Regions from separate parts of the Sus scrofa genome. Here region 2 is linked to region 1. A link is a contact called in public Hi-C data. All regions are on one chromosome and are shown on one strand. The core of a region is the stretch at or near the end of the contact, and the rest is flanking DNA. Distances in the headings are between cores, read along the strand shown. Region 1 overlaps DLGAP1 (disks large-associated protein 1). Region 2 has its middle 64 kb from the start of TGIF1.

The links. Hi-C and Micro-C count contacts between places; a contact is called where the count stands out from the background.
Region 2: a contact with region 1 is called in a Hi-C map of fibroblasts, with 2.5 times the contacts expected there. The contact joins two enhancer-like sites. A contact is called at or near these places in 1 of 47 Hi-C or Micro-C datasets (fibroblasts) and 2 of 2 datasets of contacts at active chromatin or transcription factors (alveolar macrophages and skeletal muscle).

What each region holds. Positions count from the first base shown.
Region 1 is chr6:103,131,014-103,138,082 of Sscrofa11.1, forward strand. All of the region lies in intron 7 of DLGAP1 (disks large-associated protein 1), which reads left to right. Among named protein-coding and RNA genes, the nearest start is that of TGIF1, 100 kb to the right of the region's middle. Within about 2 kb of position 2,433, at least 69 of the 83 cell types and tissues checked have an H3K27ac peak or open chromatin away from gene starts, as enhancers often do.
Region 2 is chr6:103,294,899-103,301,967 of Sscrofa11.1, forward strand. No RefSeq gene overlaps it. Among named protein-coding and RNA genes, the nearest start is that of TGIF1, 64 kb to the left of the region's middle. Within about 2 kb of position 3,468, at least 7 of the 83 cell types and tissues checked have an H3K27ac peak or open chromatin away from gene starts, as enhancers often do.

The DNA of each region.
Region 1 (7,069 bases), core at 1,183-3,682:
TAAGCCATAGGACTGACTGGCTCCAGCTGATACTAGGTAGGGTTTTCACATGCTCGCTCCGTGTCAAAAGTTGGCCAATTCCAACCACACTTGGCCAGCACTTGGCCGATGCCAAACAGAAGTAGCCACTGGTGAAGGCAGATGGTGTTGCAACATCCAAGGTCACAGAGGATGGCTTTGCTGAGCCTTCATTTTACTTCTACCCCTGCTGACCCTTCTTTCCTGATTATTAGTCCCTTTTTCTTCTTCTCCAGGAAGTCCCTTCTCGTCTCTGTTCCTTCCTCTATGTACCAAGTACTGACCCAGATAGTTCCACGTGCCATGCATGTCCTAAGCACTGTGGTCATCACGGATACAGTGGACAACAATGCCTGACCTTGTGATCCTAACATCCTTAACCAACTCCTTTCTCTCAGTCTGGGGGCAGGGGCGGGGATTCACCTAATAGAGAACATAGGCAAGTACTGCTGAGAAGTGATGGAAATGAGAGCTGGTGGATGAGACACCTAAAAGAAAAAATGTCCTCCCTGCTCCTGGCACCAGCCTTACCCCAGACCCTCCTAGGCATGTAGTCTCCCCACAAGACCGGTCTGCCCTCCCAGGAAACCTTATTTAATTCTGTAACCCTGACCGCCGGCCCTGAATCTTCCCTTCCTGTCAACAGTCCATTCAACCCAGGAAGACCTGCTGACCTGGCTGGGACAGATTTTGAAAAATATGCACAGTTACCAACATGAGGAAAAAAAAAAACAAAAAACCAAAACACCCTAAGTCCTAGAGGAAGTGGTATATCTGATGTAGTGGTAGAAATCACTTCAACAAGTTGTGGAACAAATGGAAATTTAAGCCCAAGAGATGAAACTGCCAGGGCAGCCGCTGGTGTGTGTGGATGACTCAACAGCACCTGTTGGGGAGGCTGGGAAAATGAACCGTGAAATCCTGATGGCTTTCCCTCCTGGAAGCAACGGCCATGCCTTGCAAATTAGTGAGTGAGCCTGGTGTTCTCAACATCCTGACACGAAACTTTGTGCCTCGTTCTCTGAAGGCTGTGACTCACCTCAGCTACTGGTCAAATGATTCTTACTCAGAGCCCTTGGTTTGTAATCTGGAACGTTAAAGGATCGAGTCAAGGACTAGCCAGATGTCTGCTGCCTTTCAAGATGTTCCTTTGAAATGACTGATTTCAGGCAAGAACTGGTTTTACATATGGTAACCCTCCATTTCTCAGAGTGGTTAACTTCTTGCCAAGCTTCATTAAAGGTTCCCATGAGAGGCTTCAGATCTCAGTGCCTGGACCTGGGCCTTCTAAAATGACTTTCCTCCAAACAACACTTAACTTCCTTTAATTTAGTTAATTAATGGAACTTTCTGAAGAGAACAGCGGCTTTGATCTGAACCTCTTTCTTAGTTTTCTTAACATTTCCGGAAAGGGACAAAGGGGGCTGCCCTTGCAACTGACTAGAGCTACCAGGGCCTCACAACTGTAATCCTTCCTCCAAATCAGGGACCGGATTGCTCCGAAGGAGGGAGGAGCCCAGGAGAGGAAGAAGCCTTGGTTAAAAAGACTGCCCTGGGCATTTTCGTGGGTGTTTGCCCCACACAGAGATAAAAGAGCTAAGGTGGGGCTGCAAAGCAGGCTCTCTGGGAGGCTGGGCCAGCAGTTTGGGAATCCTAAATCATCTTTGCAAATAAACTAACAGGAAACCAGTGAAGGGAATTAGAAATGTTTCTACCTGAGAGAAAGGCTTCTGCAAACAATCGACAAATTCAGATAAAAATGGAAAATGCCAGTCCCACCCAGCAGAACCCTCGTTTTCTTGGCTATTCATCCTCACTGCCATCCACTTAACCAAAGAGCGGCAGCAGCTTTTGCTTTTCAACTTGCCAAGGTAACAAAAACTGTTGCCCTAGCAGCTGCTGGGGGGGGGGGGGAAGGTCAGCACCCTCAACCCAGAGCTCTTACCCTTAATTTTAAGGTGGTAAATTAAAAAGCAAGACATTCTGGGTCTTGACTTACTCTTTGCGTTTTTTTCTGGAAGACAAAAGCAGCCAAGCCATCCCCCTTCCTTGTGACTTACCTGGGAGCCGAGCCTCGGATTTCCAGGTACATCGGTGATGTTCCGAGATTGGTCACCAGGGGGCGCTCGAGAGCGGGCTGCCTGCAGCAATACTTTGTTTTCTCAGACTGAGCTGGGAGGGAGGGGGGGTGGTGAGGGAGATGCCGCTGGCTTTAAAAAAAAAATCCTTTTGTTCTCTGAAATCCTGCTGCCTGCCGTTTTAGAAGGCAAAGGTTGCCACGTTACCTGTTGCCAGGTTCCTGCGAGTGCTTGGGGAAAATGTGGGCGACAAAGGTAACGCACAAAGTCCTCGGGCTCGGTGGCTTTCAAGCCCTTTGGCCGGGCTGGGCGCTGACATTTGGAGCGCAGCTGCGGCGATCGGCCCAGCATTGTTGGGTTGTAGTTCTAACAGAGGAGTGGCTGCGTCTGACATCATTTCCAGGCATGGAGTGCCTGGGGCTTTTTTTTCTTTCCTTCTTTCTTTTCTTTTTTTAATGACTAACTTTCTAACCCCCCCCCCCCACACACACACACACACGCACACCCCGGTTTGGGACAGTACACGCACTGTGCACGACAAGCCTCACCTCAGGAAGCCCAAGTTTTGTAGCAACTTGTTAAAATAACTCGGGTGCCTCAGGAAAAAAAAAAATCTGTGACTCTGAAACAAACCTTGCCATTCTTCCTCTGAGAACAATGTTGTGTTTGATTTGCAGCAGAAAGCGCTGCTCTCCCCGGCTACTATCGACTGAATAGATCTCGGAGCCAGACAAGCTGAGGCTTGGGCGTTTGTCTGGCATTAGGAAGTGTCTGGAATACTAGTAACTACCCACTGGCAAGTCCTATGACTACAAAAGTTATTACAGCAGCCCTCCCTCTCTGTCCACATCCCGCTCCGCCCCCTACACCCTCACACAGGCCCTGCTTTTTTCTACTTGACCGAGGAAAGGTTAGCTGTTCCTGCGGTTTCCGTGGAGGATGGCTCTGGTGGAAATCGTTCTCACAGCCTCTTCCCTTGAGCCAAAACTAACCAGGGGGAAGGCCAGCAGCGGCCCGGGTCCCCTCAGAAGCCCCGGCCCCGCCCCCGCGGCCCTGGGATGGCCACCCTCTCCCCGTGGGGCCAGCAGGGCGCGGACCACTGACCAGCACACTTTGGGTGGCCTGTACATGTTGAGCTGTAAATATTTTGAAAGAAGGCGGTTATTTTTCCCCGTGTGGTGTTTTTTGCGGCGTTTCTCCCTTTGGCAGCAGTTTTCAAGCTGCATGGGCACACCCCTTGCTGACCCATCCACATGCATGCATCCTCCTCACCTTTGCCCAGGTCCTGCAGCTGGGAGCCGTCTCCTGGAATTTGTCACAGAAAGCATTAAGCTTTACTGGCCAAGGCATTTAAGGTTTAATAGCAGATGAGTCCAGGTGATTTGAGTGAAGGAAAAGAGGTGGCATTTGGAGGCCAGAGAACACTAACTCTACCACCTCGTAGCTGCATGACTTAGAGCAATCAGTTACCTGCCCTGAGCCTCTGTCTTACCATCATATATATATATGGGTTTAGTGAGATCTCCCTGGGTCTCGAGACCCTGTCTATTAAATTCGCACGGAGCTCCCGTCGTGGCGCAGTGGTTAATGAATCTGACTAGGAACCATGAGGCTGCGGGTTCAGTCCCTACCCTTGCTCAGTGGGTTAACGATCCGGCGTTGCCGTGAGCTGTGGTGTAGGTTGCAGACCGGCTCGGATCCCGCGTTGCTGTGGCTCTGGCGTAGGCTGGCGGCTACAGCTCCGATTCGACCCAGAGCCTGGGAACCTCCATATGCCGCAGGAGCGGACCAAAGAAATAGCAAAAAAAAAAAAAAAAAAAGCCCCCAAAAATAATAATAATAAAAATAAAATAAAATAAATTTGCAGCGCGTTGAATGTTACAAAGGATGGTGATTAGGTTGATCTCACGGCAGATGAAAGTCAAGACACGCTCCATCTCATCATCTTTGTTTTCACCTGGGCTTGTGCTTTTATCCTGGGAACACACCCTGGCCAAACCATCAACTTTTCTGGTGCTTAGTAGGGGGTCTGGCCTGGGGAGTGTGTCACCATGGGGAGCATGGCTCCCACAGTTTGTTGTAAGTTCAGCCCCTCTGGGTCAGCCTGCCTGGAAGCAGCAGCAGCAGCAGCAAACTTCTCTGTTAGGAGTTTTATCTTCATTGGTGCCAAGATCTGTTCCCAGGATGCCAGAACAGTCCTATCTGCTACCAACAGCCTGTGGGTAACTCTCCTGGCTTCCTGCTTTGGCTGTTTATCATCCCTCTCAATGGGCCCCTACTTCTCTGACTCTTTTCTGGGTTCTATTCATAAAGCCACAGGAGCTCTGGCTTGGGAGGCAACTCTGCTCACCACTATACCACCAACGCACACTGGGAGCTCCAGTCTGAAAGAAGTCTTCTCTACTTCAGACCTCCCACTCCCACCCCCCGCAAGGTGATGGTACAGTTGCAGTAACTTCCTAGCCAAAAGATGAGCTGGTCTGTACTTGCACACTTCCAGGGACCGAGAGGTCACTCCCCAGCAAGTTCCCCTATACACTATCTTTGGACAAGTGACTCATAGACAAGTATTCTTTATGCCTCTCTGAGCTTTTCCTTTTGTGGTTTCCCTGTGGGCTTCATACAGCCCAAGTCTAGGCACCCTCTACACGATAGCCTTCGAAATAATTGTAAACCCTGTCTTCCTTGCAAACAACGTGTCCTCTGTCCTTAAGCCATTCCTTATAAGACATGTTTTTCCGCTCCTTGGAATACCCTGCATCTTCTTCTTAAAGAAAGGCCAGAAAAGGCAGCACAGCAATCTTTGTATCCTTTTAAATATTACACATCTATGTAAACATGGCTTCGTAGAAATAGACATGTCGCCTGCCATTAAAACCACAAGTTCACTCTTCCCATCCTGCATTTGTGCAATGCTCCCTTTACGTCCCAAGTTCAGCTCTTTCCACCTTTTTTTTTTTCCCCTTTTGGTGTCTTCACACCATTTCTCTTTCTAAATTAGCCTACGGTTTCAAGTTACCTAATTTCTTCTCAATCTCACAAGCAGTACCTCTGCCCCATCCCCCGGATTTGCAAACCTTCCACAATCAGTGCTTCTCAATCTCTGGTGAGGGACAGTTTATTTGTTTGCTTATTTGATGTTCATTCTGATGCTGATCAATAGTTTGATAAAATGCAATACAAATAAATTACTAGAAGAAGGAAATTTTAAAAACAAAGCCATGCAAAAACAAGCTCACTGTTTTCTTTTTTTTTAGGGGCTGCATCTGCAGTGTATGGAAGTTCCCAGGCGAGGGGTTGAATCAGAGCTGCAGTCACCAGCCTACACCACAGCCACAGCAACACCAGATCTTTCACCCACTGAGTGAGGCCAGGGATGGAACGCACATCCTCCTGGATACTAGGATCCATGAGTTCTTAATCTGCTGAACCACTACGGGAACTCCATGCTATTTTCTTTTATTAGATTCTACTGACAAAATCTCTGTAGAATTGCTATAAAGTTCCTAAATGCTTACTCTGGATTTTCGTGGCATCCCTCTCCATGCAATACTTTGTGAATTGATACCTGTCTTTGGATTACCCTTTGAATAGCCCTGTCTCTGTGCAGAAGTGTGCTGGAAATGCTTACCAACTGGCTCTCTGGGAGATAACTACAGAGTCACAGCACTTGCCAGTTTCCATGGTGTAAACACTCACACCAAGGTCAGTTGCAAGCTATGGAGGAAATGTCACTGAGCACAGACTTGGGGAGGGATTTGCCCAGTTGACTCTAGCACCTTACTGTTAACTCCATTTCATTTTTTTTTTTCTTTTTTAGGGTTGCACCAGTGGCATAGGGAAGTTCCCAGGCTAGGGGTCAAATCGGAGCTGCAGGGTTTCCAAATGGGACAGGTTAGTGGGGGAGGGGGACGCTGGGGCTTTGGGTTGGAAATGCTATAAAATTTGGTTGTGATGATCACTGTACAACTATACATGTAACTGAGTAATAAAATGCTATAAAAAATAAAATAAAATAAATGTTAAAAAAAAAAAAATTGGAGCTGCAGCTGCCGGCCTACACCACAGCCACAGCCACAGCAGGGCTGGATCCAAGCTGCATCTGTGACCTCCACCGCTGCAGCATGTGATAATGCTGGCTCCTTAACCCACTTTGTGAGATCAGGGATGTAACCTGCATCCTCATGGATACTAGTCAGGTTCTTAACTTGCCGAGCCACTACAGGAACTCCCCATTTTTAAAATCTCTTTTTGAATAAAGCAATTCCTTTTGAGAGCTTGGTAAAACTGCTGCTCAGCTGGACCAGATCGCTCAAATCAGGAGACCTCTGCCCTCAACAGAAACTAGACTCCAAGCAGCCGTTCTTTCTCTGGGGGTCTGGGTTCAGTAAGAACAGACCATCTGATGTAACTTGCTGCAAATCCAAGGTTGCTCTGACCATGACTTCTGAGTGGACTCCGGCCACTAGTGAAGGCAGATCAAATCACAGCCTGCTTTGTGGTTAAGAGCAACTTAGGGCAACTTGTTGACATCATTAAGGTGTAGCTGAGCGTTCCCATCGTGGTACAGCGTAAATAAATCCAGCTAGGAACCAGAAGGTTGAGGGTTCAATCCCTGGCCTCGCTCATTGGTTTAAGGATCCAGCATTGGGGTGAGCTGCGGTGTAGGTCACAGACGCGGCTCAGATATGGCTTTGCTGTGGCTGTGGCGTAGGCCAGCAGCTGTAGCTCTGATTCAGCTCCTAAGTCTGGGAACCTCCGTATATCACAGGTGCAGCCCTAAAAAGCAAAAAAATATTTTAAAAAAATTAAAAAATAACATGTAGTTGGATGGCTGCACCATCCATGTATGTGTATATTTTGAAATTCTTCTGTTGTCCTTTTGTGGTTTTATTTGCAGTGCCTTACAGGCTTGTGCTTGTATCCGAAAGCGATGCTAAAATTCAGTAACCAGGAACTGCTAAATAATTCTT
Region 2 (7,069 bases), core at 2,218-4,717, 160 kb after region 1:
AAAACCTTTCACAAGAGCTTGTTTTTTTGTTTTTTGGTTTTTGTTTTTGTCTTTTAGGGCTGCACCCTAAAAGCATCACATAGGCAGGTGTGTAAGGTAGTTGGTCCTAACACCGGGGATGTTATGTATGACCACCTGCCTAAATTGAGTATCAGAAATCTGCATTTCCTCTTAGCAATTAATAAACAGTCTGTGGGCTGGATATAGTGTAAAATTTTCTCTTTCCCAGCAGTTTTCACTTTTCTTCTTTTTTTTTTTTTTGCCTTTTGTCCTTTTAGGGCCGTACCTGCAGCATATGGAGGTTCCCAGGCTAGGGGTCTATTCGGAGTTGTAGCCGCTGGCCCACGATGTGGCCACAGCAAAGCCAGATCTGAGCCATGTCTGCGACCTACACCACAGCTCACGGCAACGCCGGATCCTTAACCCACTGAGCGAGGTCAGAGACTGAACCTGCAACCTCATGGTTCCTAGTCAGATTTGCTTCCGCTGCGCCACAACGGGAACTCCTCACCTCTGGTTTTATCAGCCATATTCATACCTGTTTGAGTCAGTCATTAAATTGTTAAAGTAACAATGATTTTCTAAATTATTCCTTTTATATTTCATCACTTGGATTCCCCTACAAATAAAAGCCTCTCCCACTGGACTCTTGGATTTTGTTTTAATTCAATTTGATTAAATCCATGGCCATGGTTATTTTTTAGATGCTCAAATTATCCCACACGTGGGCAGTAGAAGCCTCTTTTAGTAGGTGCCTATGTTTTTGACTTTTCACGTTTCCCTTGTTCCCTTGCCAACTTCATGATTAAGCTCTCTTCCCAAAACTTTATTCCCTTTCTTGCTTGGCACCTGTTCCCCTCAGGACTGAGGAGTATGGAAGAAGAGGGGGACATAAACTCAGCAAGATCCTCTGGGGCAGGTACAAAAGCCCCTCCTTATTCTTGTTTGAGAACAAAAGCTTTAGTCTGAGGCCTTCCTAAATTCCAAAGAGCAGGCACAAGCTGTTACTCATTAGGGAAGTGAGGAAACGCAGAAACAAAGGAAAAGCAGTTAAACAAGAAAAGTAAAGACAATAATTCAGCCATATGACGGAGTGCTAGTTCCTCCTCAAGGGACATACATAACAATCTAGCACATACCTTTAAGCTGTTCTGCAGGGACTGAGAAACCCCCCCCCCCCCAAGTGGTGGATGCTGATCACGAGCACAAGACCCTAGACGGGCTGATGATGAAGATTTCTGAGGCATTTCCGCTGTGGGACAGTGGGTTAAGAATCTGACTTCAGGAGTTCCAGTCATGGCTCAGCAGTTACAAACCTGACTAGTATTCATGAAGACAGGGTTGGATCCCTGGCCTCGCTCAGTGGGTTAAGGATCTGGCGCTGCTATGAACTGTGACAGGTGTAGGTCACAGATGTAGCTCGGATCTTGCGTTGCTGTGGCATAGGCTGGCAGCTGCAGCTCCAATTCCACGCCTAGCCTGGGAACCTCCATATGCCACGGGTGCAGCTCTAAAAAGACTAAAAAAAAAAAAGGGAATTCCCATCATGGTGCAGTTGAAACGAATCCAACTAGGAACCTGAGGTTGCGGGTTTGATCCCTGGCCTCACTCAGTGGGTTAAGGGTCTGGTGCTGCCGTGAGCTGCAGTGTAGATCTCAGACGAGGCTCGGATCTGGCATTGCTGTGGCTGTGGTGTAGGCAGCTGTAGCTCCGATTAGACCCCTGGCCTGGGAACCTCCATATGCCGTGGGTGCGGCCCTAAAAAACAAAAACAAACAAACAAAATCCAACAGCAGAGGGTTGGGTCACTGCGGAGGCACAGGTTAGATCCCTGGCCTTCAGCAGAGGGTTAAACTGTCAGGTGTTGCCATAGCTGTGGCTCAGATTCAATCCCTGGCAGTGGAACTTCCATTTGCTGCAGGTGTGGCCATTTAAAAAAAAAAAAAAAAAAAAGATTTTCTAAAACCTCGCCCTGTTGTCTCACCACCAACCAATCAGAAGAAAAGCATGCACCCTGAAGCCCTCATAGGAAATGTTGCCTTTAAAAGCCCACCCCTGAAAACCATTAGGGATCCGGGTCTGCTCTCCTTCTCCTTGCTGGGTGTCCTGTACACAAATGCTGCACTTTCCTTCACTGCACCTCAGTAAACTGGCTTCGATATGGCATGGACAAGCCCACCCAAGTTTGTTCCAGTAACACTCATGCATTTTTTTAAACACTTTTTTAGTTTCCAGAACAATAAGATGAAGATGATTCAGGTCCACCTTGTGCTTTTCCTGTCCTAAACCTGAAATCAGCCAAGGACCTCCGATTCCTTTTGTTACCTGAAAACTAGGTTCACCTCTTGGAGGGTGTTGAGCCAATAGACATAACCAAGCCAAAGACTGGGAGAAGAAAGGATTTATTATTACTTGCTCTGGGGATTTTTCCCAAAGCGAGGCCAGGGATTGAACCTGCGTCCTCATGGTTACTAGTCATGTGTTTCTGCCGAGCCATGCCATGACAGGAACTCCAGATATCAATTACTTTATAGTTGTAATTACAGAAACAATTTCTGACCTTGGTTTTTAAAAATATTATCAGCAGAGTTCCCATCTTGGTGAAGTGGTTAACGAATCCGACTAGGAACCATGAGGTTGGGGGTTCAATCCCTGGCCTTGCTCAGTGGGTTAAGGATCCGCCATTGCCATGAGCTGTGGTGTAGGTGGAAGAGGAGGCTCAGATCTGGCGTTGCTGTGTAAACAGGCAGCTCTAGCTCTGATTAGACCCTTAGCCTGGGAACCTCCATATGCCTCAGGTACAGCCCTAAAAAGACAAAACACACAAAAAATAAAAAGATTATCAGCCAAGTTAAAGTAATTAAACAAGGAGGCCATTAGACTAAAGAGCTTTAATGCCTCAGGAGCCTAGTAAGCAAAACAAAACCTAAGCCTGAAAGGCCTCAAAGTTAAGAAATCAAAATCCAAGACCAACCAATCACAAACACCCAACATGGCTTTCCCAAATAAGGCAAACCAAAGCTACAGCCAATCAATAATGTCCTTGTTTTGCTTCCCATCTTCTCTATAAAAGTCTTGCCTCCAGTTCCCACTCTGGGGAGCAGTCCTAACCTCCAGGTAGGGGCTGCCTAATTCAGGGGGTTTTCACTCAAATAGACCCTTAAAATTTTAATATGCTTCAGGTTATCTTTTTACTGCCATCTATTGTGCTTAAAGTAGTCTGAATAACTTAGAAAATACTGGTTCACAGTTTTAAAATAGATTATCAAAAGTGGTAAGATTGAGAGAAAGCATTAAATAATTTGTATTCCAAATGAATAATCTTAGTTTATGATCTTAAGGTTTTCTTCTAAACCTGTATTATCTGAACCTGTATTATATGAATGGCAGTGACCGCTACTGGGATTGGTCATGTCATTGTTTACTTAATTGGAATGATGCACAGACAATGACAAACGAGGCAATTATTTGTTACATTTTCTAATGTAGTGACTGAGCTGTAGGCAATGTATGAGTCATGAGTAAGTGCTGAGTCATGAGAGCAATTGCACAAACTCTTGTAATTATTTTAACAGTCTGAATATTTAAATATTTAATAATAAATTTCAGGAGTTCCCGTCGTGGCGCAGTGGTTAACGAATCCGACTAGGAACCATGAGGTTGCGGGTTCGGTCCCTGCCCTTGCTCAGTGGGTTAACGATCCGGCGTTGCCGTGAGCTGTGGTGTAGGTTGCAGACGCGGCTCGGATCCCGCGCTGCTGTGGCTCTGGCGTAGGCCGGTGGCTACAGCTCCGATTCAACCCCTAGCCTGGGAACCTCCATATGCCTCGGGAGCGGCCCAAGAAATAGCAACAACAACAACAAAAGACAAAAAAAAGGCAAAAAAATAAAAAAATAAAAATAAATTTCAGAAAATACTGTAGCTCTTTTCGGAAGGCTGAGGATGTATGCAACAGCTTGAGTTTTTTCCTACCAATGTCACAAATGCTGCCGTCCCAATATACAATGAACCTCTGCGTAACCAGCAGTTCTGCTTCCGTGTGCCAAGAATGGCCAACTTCCCAGCCCAGAACAGCCGTGCCCTCAGTACTTGCCAGCCTACCCCCAAGCTCACCCAATTCTAAATTCTGTTGCCTGCCAAATTCTGTACAGATTAGGATTTAATTAAGAAAACACATTCACTCAAACTATCTTCACATACATATATGTGGATATTATACATGCTCTTTATATGCATGTATGTATTACGTCTTTTATATGTATTATGTGTATATATGTATGTATATACATATATATATATATATACACACATATAATATAAAGAACTTACATATTAGGGATCTTGCTAACAACAGAGGTGACAATACAGATAAGTATGGTGAAGGTTCTTTCAACAGGATAGAGACTTTTCTTTTTAAATGGCTACACTGAAGGCATATGGAAATTCCCTGGCCAGGGACTGACTCCGAGCCACAGCTGTGGTAACACCAGATCCTTTAACCCATTGCGCCAGGCTGGGGATCAAATCTGCCCCTTTGGATTCTTGACCCACTTGCACTATGGTGGGAACGCCAACAGAGACTTTTTAAATCAATATTTCTAAGACAATCGACTATCCACATGGAAATTTTAAAAAGCCAAACTAAAACAACGTCCTACCTCATACCATAAACAAAAAGTAAATTCCAGGTGAACGGAACCTAAACATCAAAAAAGCAAAATTTTTAAATTTTTGAACAAACCAGAGAAGAATTTCTTCCTTGAAATATAAAAAGCATAAACCATAAGGGAAAAGAGTGATATGTTTGATTTCATCAAAATTTAAAGCTTCCCTTCAACAAAAGGGTATTTTTAAAACATTTAATATGTTTTATAAAAAAGTAAAACGCGTCATAAAATGGGATAGTTAGCTTACAAAGAATCTGTACACAGAAAACATTGAAAAAAATTTCTCAGGAATTAATGAGAAAAAGACAAATAATCCAACAGGAAAATGACCAAAAGATATGAATAAAGAATTCACAGATGAGGAAGCCTATGTGACTGATAAGCATATAAAAAGATGTTCAGCCTCAATGTAATCAGAGAAACATTTAAAAACACAAGATCCTATTTTATGTTCAATGGAATTGGCAACAGTTTTAGTTCTGACAATACGAAGTGTTGGGACAATGTGGAGCCACTGGAACTCACACACACTCTTGGTGGGGATGTAACCTTGTTAGACCAGAGTTTGGCAACTGGTGGCAAGGGTGAGGGTGGGCAGAGCCTATGGCAGGCACAGTGATTCTTAGCTTAGTTCGGGTTGGCTCCCCTCAGCATATGAGTGGAATGGTGGCAGAAACCAGCATTTTGTGATTCCATTTTGTTTTCATTTTATTTGATTTTTTGGCCGCACCTGCAGCACATGGACGTTCCCAGGCCAGGGATCCAACCACCCCCACAGAAGTGACCCGAGCCACTGCAGTGACCATGCTGGATCCTTAACCCACTGCTCTACAAGAGAACTCCCTGTGCTCCATTTTAAAATCAAATGGTATGAAAGAACAGAAAAAAAGCCTCTTTCTTCCACTGTCTATTTATATATGCAGGGATTGACTCTTGGCTTGCTTGAGTTACATGCCTTTTCCAGGCATGTTGCCGGCAGAGTGGGGTGACTCTTATCAGCTCAGTCAGGGTCCCTCTGACCAGAGAGGGAGAGGGCATGGCATCAGCCAACAGTCACCTACTCTCCCAGAAGCAAAAGGTGGGTTGGGGTAAATCCAAAGCACAAATGCCCATTGTAGGAGCATGCTGATTTGTGATCTTTTTTCCTTTATCCGCAGTTATTAGTATTACATAAAACTTCTTGGGGGGGGGATTTAACTTCAATTTTTTTTTTTTTTTTTTGCTATTTCTTGGGCCGCTCCCGCGGCATATGGAGGTGCCCAGGCTAGGGGTCGAATCGGAGCTGTAGCCACCGGCCTACGCCAGAGCCACAGCAACTCGGGATCCGAGCCGCGTCTGCAACCTACACCACAGCTCACGGCAACGCCAGATCGTTAACCCACTGAGCAAGGGCAGGGACCGAACCCGCAACCTCATGGTTCCTATTCAGATTCGTTAACCACTGCGCCACGACGGGAACTCCCAATTTTTTTTTTTTAATTGAGCTTGTTGGGGAGGAAAACCTTTTCTTCTATCCTCTTAGGTTCAGTAAATAGGGACTTGTGAATTAAATCCACAAAAGGCAGATTAACAGGATAAACGGCATACAATTTAATATTCACATGCACAGAAAAGCAAACTCAAATAAGTGATTAGACTCAGGACTTATCTACCCTTTTAAGAAAGGAAAGAGGGCTTGGGCTTCAAGGGATGATAAATTATGGAGATGTGACTAGCAAGTGTATGGGGAAAATATTGGAAGGTAAAGGTTATTTTCAGTAAGGCAGGTTTATGCAAACTCAACTCAGGGCCAGCTCCTCACTTACAGTGTTAAGTGCCTCTTCTCTTTCTGGTGGAGGGGAAAAGACACTGCCCAAAGGGAAGTTTATGCCCTGCTTCTAGGCAGATGAGGGGATGGCAAGAACTCTTCCTACATCCGTCGATTTTCAATCGTCCTTAGCTAAAAATAATCCTTATGCCAAAGTGGCATATTATGATCCAAGGTATAATGACTCATACAAAATTCACCATTTTCAGTATTTCGTGCTATGGGTTTTGACAAATGCATACAGCAGTAACCACCACCCCGATCAAAATAGAGAAAGTTGAGGGGTTTTGGCCGCACCCAAGGTATGTGGAAGTTCCTGGGCCAGGAATTGAATCTAGGTCACAGCACAGACCCAAGCTGCTGCAGTGACAATACCGGATCCTTAACCTGCTGCACCACATGAAAACTCCAAGATACAGAGAGTTTCAATATCCCCTCCCTCCTCCAAATTCTACATGCCCTGTTGTATACAGCCCCTGGCCCCATCTCTCAGGAGAATTTTGAACAGAGCATCTTCAGTTTGAGAGAACAAAACCAAACAGATCCTGTTTCCTAAACTGCCGTAGTCCTAGAAATAGTCACTAAAGTGTAAATG